Regions from separate parts of the Sorghum bicolor genome. Here region 2 is linked to region 1. Evidence: chromatin contacts called from public HiCAR-type data. All regions are on one chromosome and are shown on one strand. The core of a region is the stretch at or near the end of the contact, and the rest is flanking DNA. Distances in the headings are between cores, read along the strand shown. Region 1 holds the start of LOC110434327 (bet1-like SNARE 1-1). Region 2 holds the start of LOC8055326 (transcriptional regulator SUPERMAN).

Region 1 (4,851 bases), core at 1,134-3,633:
ATGCATACCACACTCAAAAAAAAAAGTTAGGCCAATGAAATATTCAGATAGCATTAATGCAGCCACCAATTCTTAGTTGTAAGCCCATCAGATAATCAGATTCCTTTTTGGTAAAATTTAACCAAAAAACTGTGCTGAACTACTTCCAAATATTTAAAACTAAACTGGTCCAGGAAAGGACACGGTTGACAAGAAATCAAGAATCCCCTATCTACACAACTACTACTATTACTATGCACTAAAGCTGCAGCAGGGAAGAACTATTTTTAAAGGAACACACTATTGTTTTAACAAACCTATTTTATCTCTTATCTATGCAACACAGCTTGATCTAGTAAATATACTACTAATGATAATAGTAATATCTACAATTATTTGCATAATAGAATCAATAGAATTAGAATATTAAGAAGTTTAAGTGGCACAATACCCGCTTGAGAATGCTGACACGATCCTGCAGTCCATCAATAGCTCGATCATTTTCTTGCTCATCTATCTCATGGGAAGAATAGGATGTTGCTCTGATTCCACCCTCCTCAATGCCATCGAAGAGAGAAGTTCTGTTGCTACGGTAGCTGCACAAAGTGCATAAAATAACCAATATAAGAGTTGGGCATATAATCAATAGACGAAGGATGCATACAGAATAATTGCAAAGTGAAAGGGGTTCAGAATATCCACATCAGCACATGCTCATGAATTTTTCACAAAGGAACAGTTAACATAGGATGTTCAGATAAAAATAGGATTCCACATTATTAGAAGTATGAAGGAATTCACAAATATACCAGGACTAACATTTCTATGTGTTCAAGTTCACAAATTCAAAGATTATAAGTACATGATGACCTAGGCACGTGTATCACAGTGATGAATAAGAACAAACAGCCTTATTCATTTGATAAAGTAGCTGAACAAATATGGTATCCAAACTATAAATTGCATTTAAACTGAGAAAAACATATATGTACCCCTAAAGGGTGCATACTTCTGAATTATGTTTTCTAATTCTAACTTTAACAAAGGTCGGCTCCACAATAATCAATATTCGATATAACCTATAACAATAGAATTATAAAAAAATATATTGCCCACGAATTGGAAACAGGGAACTTGCTGTCATGGACTGACAAACACAGTTATCTGGACCCATATCACGAAATAAGTCAAAACATTGTCTGCTAAAATGCCGGTACAACAGAAAACTACTATAAGGTGACAAAAAAAAGGAAGTGCAATAATTAGGCAAAATCCAATGACATAGGTGGTACATATTAGGCCCAATTAACAATACAATTGAGATCCATAGTTGCCATAGAGAGTCTGCCCATTTCGTCTGGGTGAAATTCATGTACTGCTGTTATGCTGGCCAAGGATCACCGTGTCCTATATTTTTCTAATTTTAGCTATAATTGCTCCAGCAGATCCTTTTCATCCCCTTCCATTATTGGATTATTTGTAAAGATGCATTGCTATGCATGACTACAGACTACAGAGGTTGGGACAGAGATAGAGAGGGACAGAGAGAAGACCTAACAGAAAGAATTTTGACCATAAGGCTGATAGTGAGCAAAGTATCAATGTGTTGAAGCAGAGAAATATCAGCACGCATAAACATAGATATCATTAGCTTTAGAATGATAGCTCGTAGAGTCCCAAGTTCTTTTTGGGACAGATAAGCAAAATAAGCCCAGTCAATAATCATGTGAAACCAACTTCCATGTCTGATAAACCTATATTCATGATCCTAAACCAACTTAGAGCTGGGGAAACGAAACTGTCCTATACAACAAACGATTTGTCTTTTGGAGGGAATTCCTCAACCATAACTACAGGACAACAAGAAGAAGAACTGATAGAAGCACCACTAATCACTCATCTTAACCCCTAACAAATGCAGCGTACCGATCGCACTAATCGCATGCAATCCATCCAGTGAGGCAGCCACATTGGGTCCTACTAACAAATCGCACGCGCTCATCAACCCTAAATCCGAACACCATCTCACGAAATCCCAAGCTCAAAGCAACAAAAAGGCGCAGAATCTTACCCTCTCGGGTTCATGGCGCTCGGCTCAATCCGAATCGTGCTGCCTCCTGCCTGCAGGAACAAAACCCCAAACCCATCAGAGACAAACAAATCGCCGAAGAGGGCGCCAAGAGCACGAAAAAGCAGAGGGAAAAATTCCGGAGAGGGATGGGTGAGTGCGGCGATCTGCGGGGGAATCGAGCGAGCTCACCTCTCGATCGATTCGCGTCGGATCGGCTCTGATTTGGGATTCGCGGCGCTGCGAGAAGCCGCAAAAGGGAACGAGTCGAGAAGGAATGCTGCTACGCGCTTCGCCGACACAAGTAGCGTGGAACTGCCAAGTGGGCCAGGATCTGGGTCAAAGGGGTGTGGGACCGGCCGGCAGCGAGAGGACCTGCAAGGATAGGTCGCTGTGGTCCGTCCATTCGGAGAGGTGACGTGGCGCGTTCTGATCGGACGGTCCGCGTCGACTCGACGCGAGCTCGTCCTCTTCTTCTCCTTTTCTTTCCGACGCGGGATTTCCTTCGCCGCCGCCGCCGCCGCCGCCAGTGACCACTGATCACCTTTGCCGGAGCGTGTGAACCGTACGGAATCGTCGGCGTGAGATGGCGGCCACCTCCGCGTTCGAGTCATCCCCGGAGATGGAGCGGTTCCTCTGCGAGCGGCTGTTGGACGCGGAGCAGCCCATCGCAGAGCGCTTCCGGGCGCTCTTCTCCCTCCGCAACCTCCGCGGGGATGCGCCGCGCCGCGCCCTCCTCCAAGGTATCGCCTCGCTTCACTGACTCGGCTTTGCTATTCTTCAAAGCTTGGTTGATGACTAGCAGCTTGTGGATTGGTTTTAGCAACCGGTGCAACAGATTTCTGGTCCCTGTTGCTTTCCCGAACTAATCGAGTAGATGCCGTGCTGCGGTTCACTAATTGGGTGCTTTGATTGAAGCTTCCTTTGTACTTCAGTTTAGTTCCAAATTCTTGTGGCCTTACAGTCCAAACTAGTGCTGAGCTAGTGAGCTGATGAACTGATGATACTAGGAAATTTAACATTGTTTGATTCTTTGCATTATTTATCAAATTGATTTCAGTTCTCGACAGGCCCTTCGTAGGACTTGCTGAACATATGACCAATATATTTGTTATTTACTATTTAGAGTGTTATATCAAATATCGGCATTGTTTCATTGGTTGAGGCTGTTTGATATTTATTGCTATGTAGTACGTACATGTTAATTTCCTGAAAGTTCTGTTGCCTGCTGCTTTTTTGTTCCCTTGCTGATATGTATAGTTGTGAGATTATGTTATTAGCTTTAGTTTGTACTCTGCTGTCAACAGTGACCGTTACAGACAAAACTGCTACCTCTTAATGTCGATCAATGTCTTTTTAGTCCTACTGAAAAACAAAACTGCACTAGAATAGTTATGGAAGAAGTGAAAAACACATCAAGGGCCTGATTTACAACCACCCACTTTTGCACTGCTAGCTGTGCGTCTTCAGATTTCTTCAACTTAGTGTTTGAGAGATCAAAGGGTTGTGATTAAGAAAACCTGACATAGTTTATAAAATTGTTCAGCTGCAAGGGATCCTTCTAACTTGCTTGCCCATGAGGCTGCATTTGCACTTGGACAAATGCAGGATGCTGAGGCTATTCCTGCACTGGTGGCAGTGCTCAAAGATCTTTCTCTACATCCAATTGTCCGCCATGAGGTATTCAGTGAATTCAATATAATATGCTGCTTCTAGTACTTGGGTATCCATATTAAATAATTGTGTATTGTGTATGTGTATTGGTTAGGCAGCAGAAGCTCTTGGAGCTATTGGCCTGGAAAAGAGCATCCCCCTGTTGGAGGAAAGTTTAACAACTGATCCTGCTGTGGAGGTACAAGAAACTTGCGAGCTGGCGCTAAGACGAATAGAAGAGCAGAAGAAAGCTAATGGTGCTGAGAGTACAGTCGCTTCACCCTTTCTCTCAGTTGATCCAGCGCTGCCTGCAAAGCATGGACTTTCAGTAGATCAATTAAGGTATCATTTCCAACTTTCAAAGGATTCTTACATTTGTTGATTGTATCCTATGCCCACAGTCTTTCCATTGTCAACATGGTGGATGTTTTTCAGGGATCTACTCCTCAATGAACAAGAGAGCATGTACGAACGTTATGCAGCTCTTTTTGCACTTAGGAATGATGGTGGAGATGCTGCTGTTTCTGCTATTGTTGCAGCTCTGAGCGTCAAAAGTGCTCTTCTACGTCACGAGGTTTCCTCAAAACTTGGCAATCCATGTTGTCATTTTTTTATACAATCATAAATCAAAGCAACCAGCAATGTATCCTTTGAGTTCTTCTTCTTCTTCTTCTTCTTCTTTCTGGCAGTCTAGATTATTATTTAACATTTACACTTGAAAATTTGAACTGGCATAATAAATTAAAATAGAGTTGACAGTTGAGCACAAACCTGAATACCTGAGCAGTCTTGCAGCTATTTTTTAGATTGGACAACATCCAGTCACAACCTCTTAGTTATGGTCAGTAGGATCCTCAAGAAAATTGTCTGTTATATTTATTTAGTGATGGAGTGGAAGTTTGGTGTTTCCCTTTCTGAAAAGAAGAAACATAGTAACAAATCAGGGTAGGGTAATAGGTTGGTGGTGTGAAACTGCTTCAGACCTAGTGTGCACATTGCCTGATTCACCTAGGTCATAACATCATATTCCTCTCAAGAATTTTTTTAATTTTTTTTTTGCATTCCAATGTCTTTGGTTTTATCGAATATAATACCATTTTCTTGGTATCATTCTGCAGGTTGCTTATGTGTTAGGTCAGCTGCAAAACAAA
Region 2 (4,851 bases), core at 786-3,285, 35 kb before region 1:
TGCTTTTCAGCCTGGCTTATCAGCCAAACAAACAGATTGAGCAACAATTTGCATTCAACACCTGTACCTCAAAATTTGCATTCAACAATAGTAGAACAGATGCAGATGATGAACATCCAAGCACCTTGGCCTTGTTTAGTTCACCCCGAAATTCAAAAAGTTTTCAATATTCCCTGTCACATCGAATCTTGCGGCACATGCATGAAGCATTAAATATACACAAAAACAAAAACTAATCACACAGTTTGACTGTAAATCACGAGATGAATCTTTTGAGTCTAGTTAGTCCATAATTAGATAATATTTGTCAAATAAAAACGAAAGTGCTACAGTACCAAAATCCGAAATAATTTCGGAACTAAACAAGGCCCTTGCAGAGTTGCAGAATTTTTCCCAACTGGCGCCTCTGAGAAAAGAATAGCATGGCTTTAGCATCCCCAGCAGCATAGCAGGAAACTGAAACTGTTCTGTCCTCTCGGTATCTCTCTCTATCTCTTCAAATCAAGCCTCAGAGAACCACTAGAATTTCTATCTGGCTCATCGTTCCAACATTTGTGAATGCCAAAAGTAATCTTCGATCAGGACGCAGATGGAAACAGCCGATTTTTTTTTTCTCGAGCAGGTTTTAGCCCCCCCCCCCCCCCCCCCCCCCTTTTTTGAAACGGCAGAAATAAATAGACAAATTTTGCCCTAGCACACTAGAATATATAATGCGTAATTGGCCAATTCGTGGTTTTTTTTATAAAACGTGTAATTGGCTAGATCACATCGTTAGACTGAGAATTTATCCAAAAACGGAGGGCTAGAGGCCGGGGCCAAAGGTGGCCGGCGGCAGTGGCTTCCATATATAGCACCCACAGCGTTCATCTACCAAGTATTTACTTGACCTTGGGCGAGTCAATGATGTTGCACGAGGTGGCAGAGCAAATGCATCCTCGATACCACCGTCGGTGGTACAAGTCTATCGTTACGACAGTGAAAGTAGCGACAGTGATAAAATCAATCTGTAGTTGTGGTATGCTAAAGTTTGCTTTCTTCTTATCTTAAAATTCCACATCAATAATTGTTATTGCAAATAGGATGAGTGCCAGTATATATAATGGGCATGCCACCAGCCCACAACTGAGCTATAAACGGGTCGGGCTGTAGCAGGCCTGTATTAAGAGTGGGCCGTATGCATGGGCAGACAAGTCAAGCCATAAGGCGAAGCACTTTTCTCCGAGGCCTTGTTTACTTAAATTTTTTTTTGCAAAATAAGAATAGTACCACTTTTGTTTGTATTTGATAAATATTGTCCAATTATGGACTAACTAGGCTCAAAAGATTCGTCTCGTCAATTCCGACCAAACTGTGCAATTAGTTTTTATTTTCATCTATATTTAATACTTCATGCATACGTCTAAAGATTCGATGTGACGAGAAATCTGAAAAATTTTACAAAATATTTAGGGAACTAAACAACGCCCAAGCCATAAAATCCAAGCGCAATCTTACCAAAGAGCTGGTTTCAGAACAAGTCCAGCTGCAGGCCAAGCCGAACAACTTGATTTCACTATAATATAAACAAGTCCATTTTTTTTCTTTGCAAAATAAAAAAAAAACCTTGAATTCACTGCAAAAGAAAAAAAAATGAACAACAACAGTTTAGGGCTTGAGGCCGGCAGAACGACGAGAAGAAGCATTTAACAAGAGTAACACACACATCAATGTACACTAAGCTCCCCATTATCATACTCACCGTCTTGCGTTTCTTTGTCGTGTTTGACCATATCATATCATATGCGCTAAGCTATTTGCATCGCATTCGCATCTGATGACCAGAGAACCAGATAGACTAGATCCTCGGCCGGCCGGCCCCAATTAGCAGCAACAAGTAGCTTCGTTCTGCTTGCTCATGTCGTCGTCTCCACGTACGACGGCAGAGCGAGCGAGGTAGCAGCCTCAGAGATTATTACCAAGCCTAGCTAGCTAAACCCTATACCTTGCTCTCCGGACTCTACTCTGACAACTGATCATCACAAATTAATAAAGCACATGGAGTTGGGGCCAGAGAGGAAGGACGACGAGGGTGCAGGTGCACGGGCGTCGCCATCGGCGTCGTCCCCGAGCTGCGAGGCCGACGACAACAAGGATCTGCCGAAGCAGCAGCAGCGCGCCATCGGCGGCGGTGGCGGCGATGACGACGAGGGAACAAGGCAGCCGTACAAGTGCACCTTCTGCAGGAGGGGGTTCCCGACGGCGCAGGCGCTCGGCGGCCACATGAACGTCCACCGTCGGCACAGGGGCAGACCAGCAGCAGTGTCCGCCGGCGCCGCCAGTGTCTACGACTACGACCAGCAGCCATGCTCGACGATGACGACGTCGACGACGCCCGTTCTGGCGTTCGCCCAACAGGCTACGACGACGACTCGGCCGGCGGCCGGCGCGTTGCACGCCCAACGGAAGCCGCACGAGCTGCTGCCTCTGTTCGGCCGCGGTGACTGCTGTTCTGCCGGCCGTGGCAGTGGCGCGGCCGCCGGAGATGTACGAGAAGATGGCTACTTCGCCATCGCCGAGGAAGGGGATGGAGGGGAGGAGCTGGACTTGGAGCTCAGGCTTGGAAGTGCAGGATCATGACCTCACGAGATCGAGTATTCAGCTCCATGTGCTTTCAGTGTATGTATATATATATATATGTGCGCGTGGTTCTCTTATATTACAGCCATTTCTTTCTCGCTAATTAAGCTATATATCTAACTTCCTCTCGGTGCTTAGTGATTACTTGGAGTGATTTTTGATCCATCAGTTAAGGGATTAATAATTATAGAAAGAACCACAGACGATTTCTTGGCAGGATTTGTGAATGCATGCTTTAAAATGAGCAATTTGCATTGATCCATAGGAAATTTTTATTAGTTTTGCTAATACATGCATTCACGATACGTATCAATACTGAAGATTAATTAGTCGGCGCTTCTGAACTAATAAGCTCTTTCCTGCTAATTCTTCAGGCCGTTGTTTGTTTGGATTTATTTCTCATGTTTCATGACCGCAGAAATAAATGATATTCTTGTGTTTCAGTGAAAAATGATCGACCTGCATATCTGAAATTTTCTGCTAGTTTTCATGACTAACTGGAATACATTAGGGAATACACAAGTTCCTGAAAATTAGCGATAGTTATATTCTAAAACCTTTTTTTTCATAAAGGAAGTTCTTTTATTAACTTTTCAAGATATCACATTGAGATGATACCGAGTTTTAAAAAAGAACTTGACATAAAGCACAAAACCATGCACATTCTATTTATTATTGATACAAAGGCTAGATCTCCACCCATACACCCTAAGAAAAAATAAGTTTAAAACAACTATTTTCATTGTTTTTCTTCCTGTAAATTAAAGGGAAAGCAAATTAAAGGCTCATTTTCAGTGCTCAATGTTCATAAGCATGTTCTTGCTACTTATGCATTAACTGATCGATGACAAGCATGTATTATGAGGGGATTGTTTATGAAATCTACTAGCAGTATGGTGTCACACATTTTTAATCTAGGATAGTTTAGAGTATTTAAACTGACTCTGAACAATCTGGTTCAGAGATTCAGAGCATAGAGGAACTGCTTCATCTATAAGAATTTTATTCACAATTCATATATTATATGTATTATTTTTTATAATTTAGCCATGAAGCAGACAATATACCCCCCATGCATCCAGTTAATTATGATGATCCATCTGAAGCTGCAATTCTGATCACAAATATAGTGTCACAGTAGCCAAGATTTCTTTTCCCCGATGATGAGTTGATGACATGTTCGATCTTTTAACCAACTGATCAAATATTGTCCCTGACAAAAAGTTCTACATCACCTCAAACCATTCAAATTCAGGAAGGGACAGACATCCACATATACTATATATATGACATGAGCTCATCAGTAGTTCAGCCAAGATTTATATCATATCCTTACATGCTGACAAACGTCCGATTTCAGAGGATCTGGGGACCTTTTTTGGCCATTCAAGTGGATTTATAAAATAGCAGAGTTTGTATGTTAGTTTCAAACATTCAAAGATGTTGTACTAGTTCTCTGGAAAAGGTTGTTGAACCTACTGATTTGTCCTTGTAGTTGAAAAGTTGTTGTTTGTTTGTGGCCAGAGTGATGAAGAATATATTTCGTTCCTAAGAGTACAATGTACGTATAGATTTATTTAGCTTGCAGCCGGCTTCAGTGACATAGTACAATGGTACTATGAGCTGCGCTTCAGATTTATCAGACTAAAAATTGTAGATTTTTTATATTACCAACAAGCTAAGTATCTGCCGTTTCTAATAATTATATTAGTTGTGGACTAAATGGATTATTATGCCACTTGAGCTTCCTAACTGAATGTATGGCCTGTACTGTAGTCTTATTTGCACAGGAATTTCACAGGAATAGGTTCAATTTTACAAAAAAAAAAGTTCTGTTTCATAAAAAAAACCCTGTAGGAACAAGAAAAAAAAAGTCTGGTTGCAAACAAGTCCTGTGTATATAGGCCTTGTTTAGTTCACCCTGAAAACCAAAAAGTTTTCAAGATTTTCTGTCACATCGAATCTTATGGCACATGCATGAAACATTAAATATAAATAAAAACAAAAACTAATTACACAGTTTAGCTGTAAATCACGAGACGAATCTTTTGATCTTAGTTAGTCCATAATTAAATAATATTTGTCATAAACAAACGAAAGTGCTACGGTAAACAAGAACATAGTAGCAAAAGGTATATATGAATTCAGGAACAGCGCACCAACAGATGCTTCTGCACCTTCTTCTTGTGAAAAACAGATCATCTTCAGGTGAGTGGTGGGTCCCATGTGCCCGAT

What was found. HiCAR-type assays count read pairs that join an accessible place to other places.
Region 2: a contact with region 1 is called in a HiCAR-type map of leaf, with 3 times the contacts expected there. The contact joins the promoter of LOC8055326 here to the promoter of LOC110434327 in region 1. A contact is called at or near these places in 1 of 4 Hi-C or Micro-C datasets (leaf) and 1 of 1 datasets of contacts at active chromatin or transcription factors (leaf).

The regions. Positions count from the first base shown.
Region 1 is chr4:67,781,091-67,785,941 of Sorghum_bicolor_NCBIv3, reverse strand. LOC110434327 (bet1-like SNARE 1-1) reads right to left here and starts at 2,383. Exons shown (of 6, transcript XM_021458177.1): 1 at 2,240-2,383; 2 at 2,051-2,100; 3 at 431-575. The coding sequence starts at 2,064. It overlaps LOC8055325 (deoxyhypusine hydroxylase-B), which reads left to right and starts at 2,492. Exons shown (of 7, transcript XM_002454752.2): 1 at 2,492-2,790; 2 at 3,594-3,727; 3 at 3,816-4,042; 4 at 4,136-4,274; 5 at 4,819-4,851. The coding sequence starts at 2,634.
Region 2 is chr4:67,815,522-67,820,372 of Sorghum_bicolor_NCBIv3, reverse strand. LOC8055326 (transcriptional regulator SUPERMAN) reads left to right here and starts at 2,035. Exons shown (of 1, transcript XM_002454753.1): 1 at 2,035-2,616. The coding sequence starts at 2,035. The coding sequence ends at 2,616.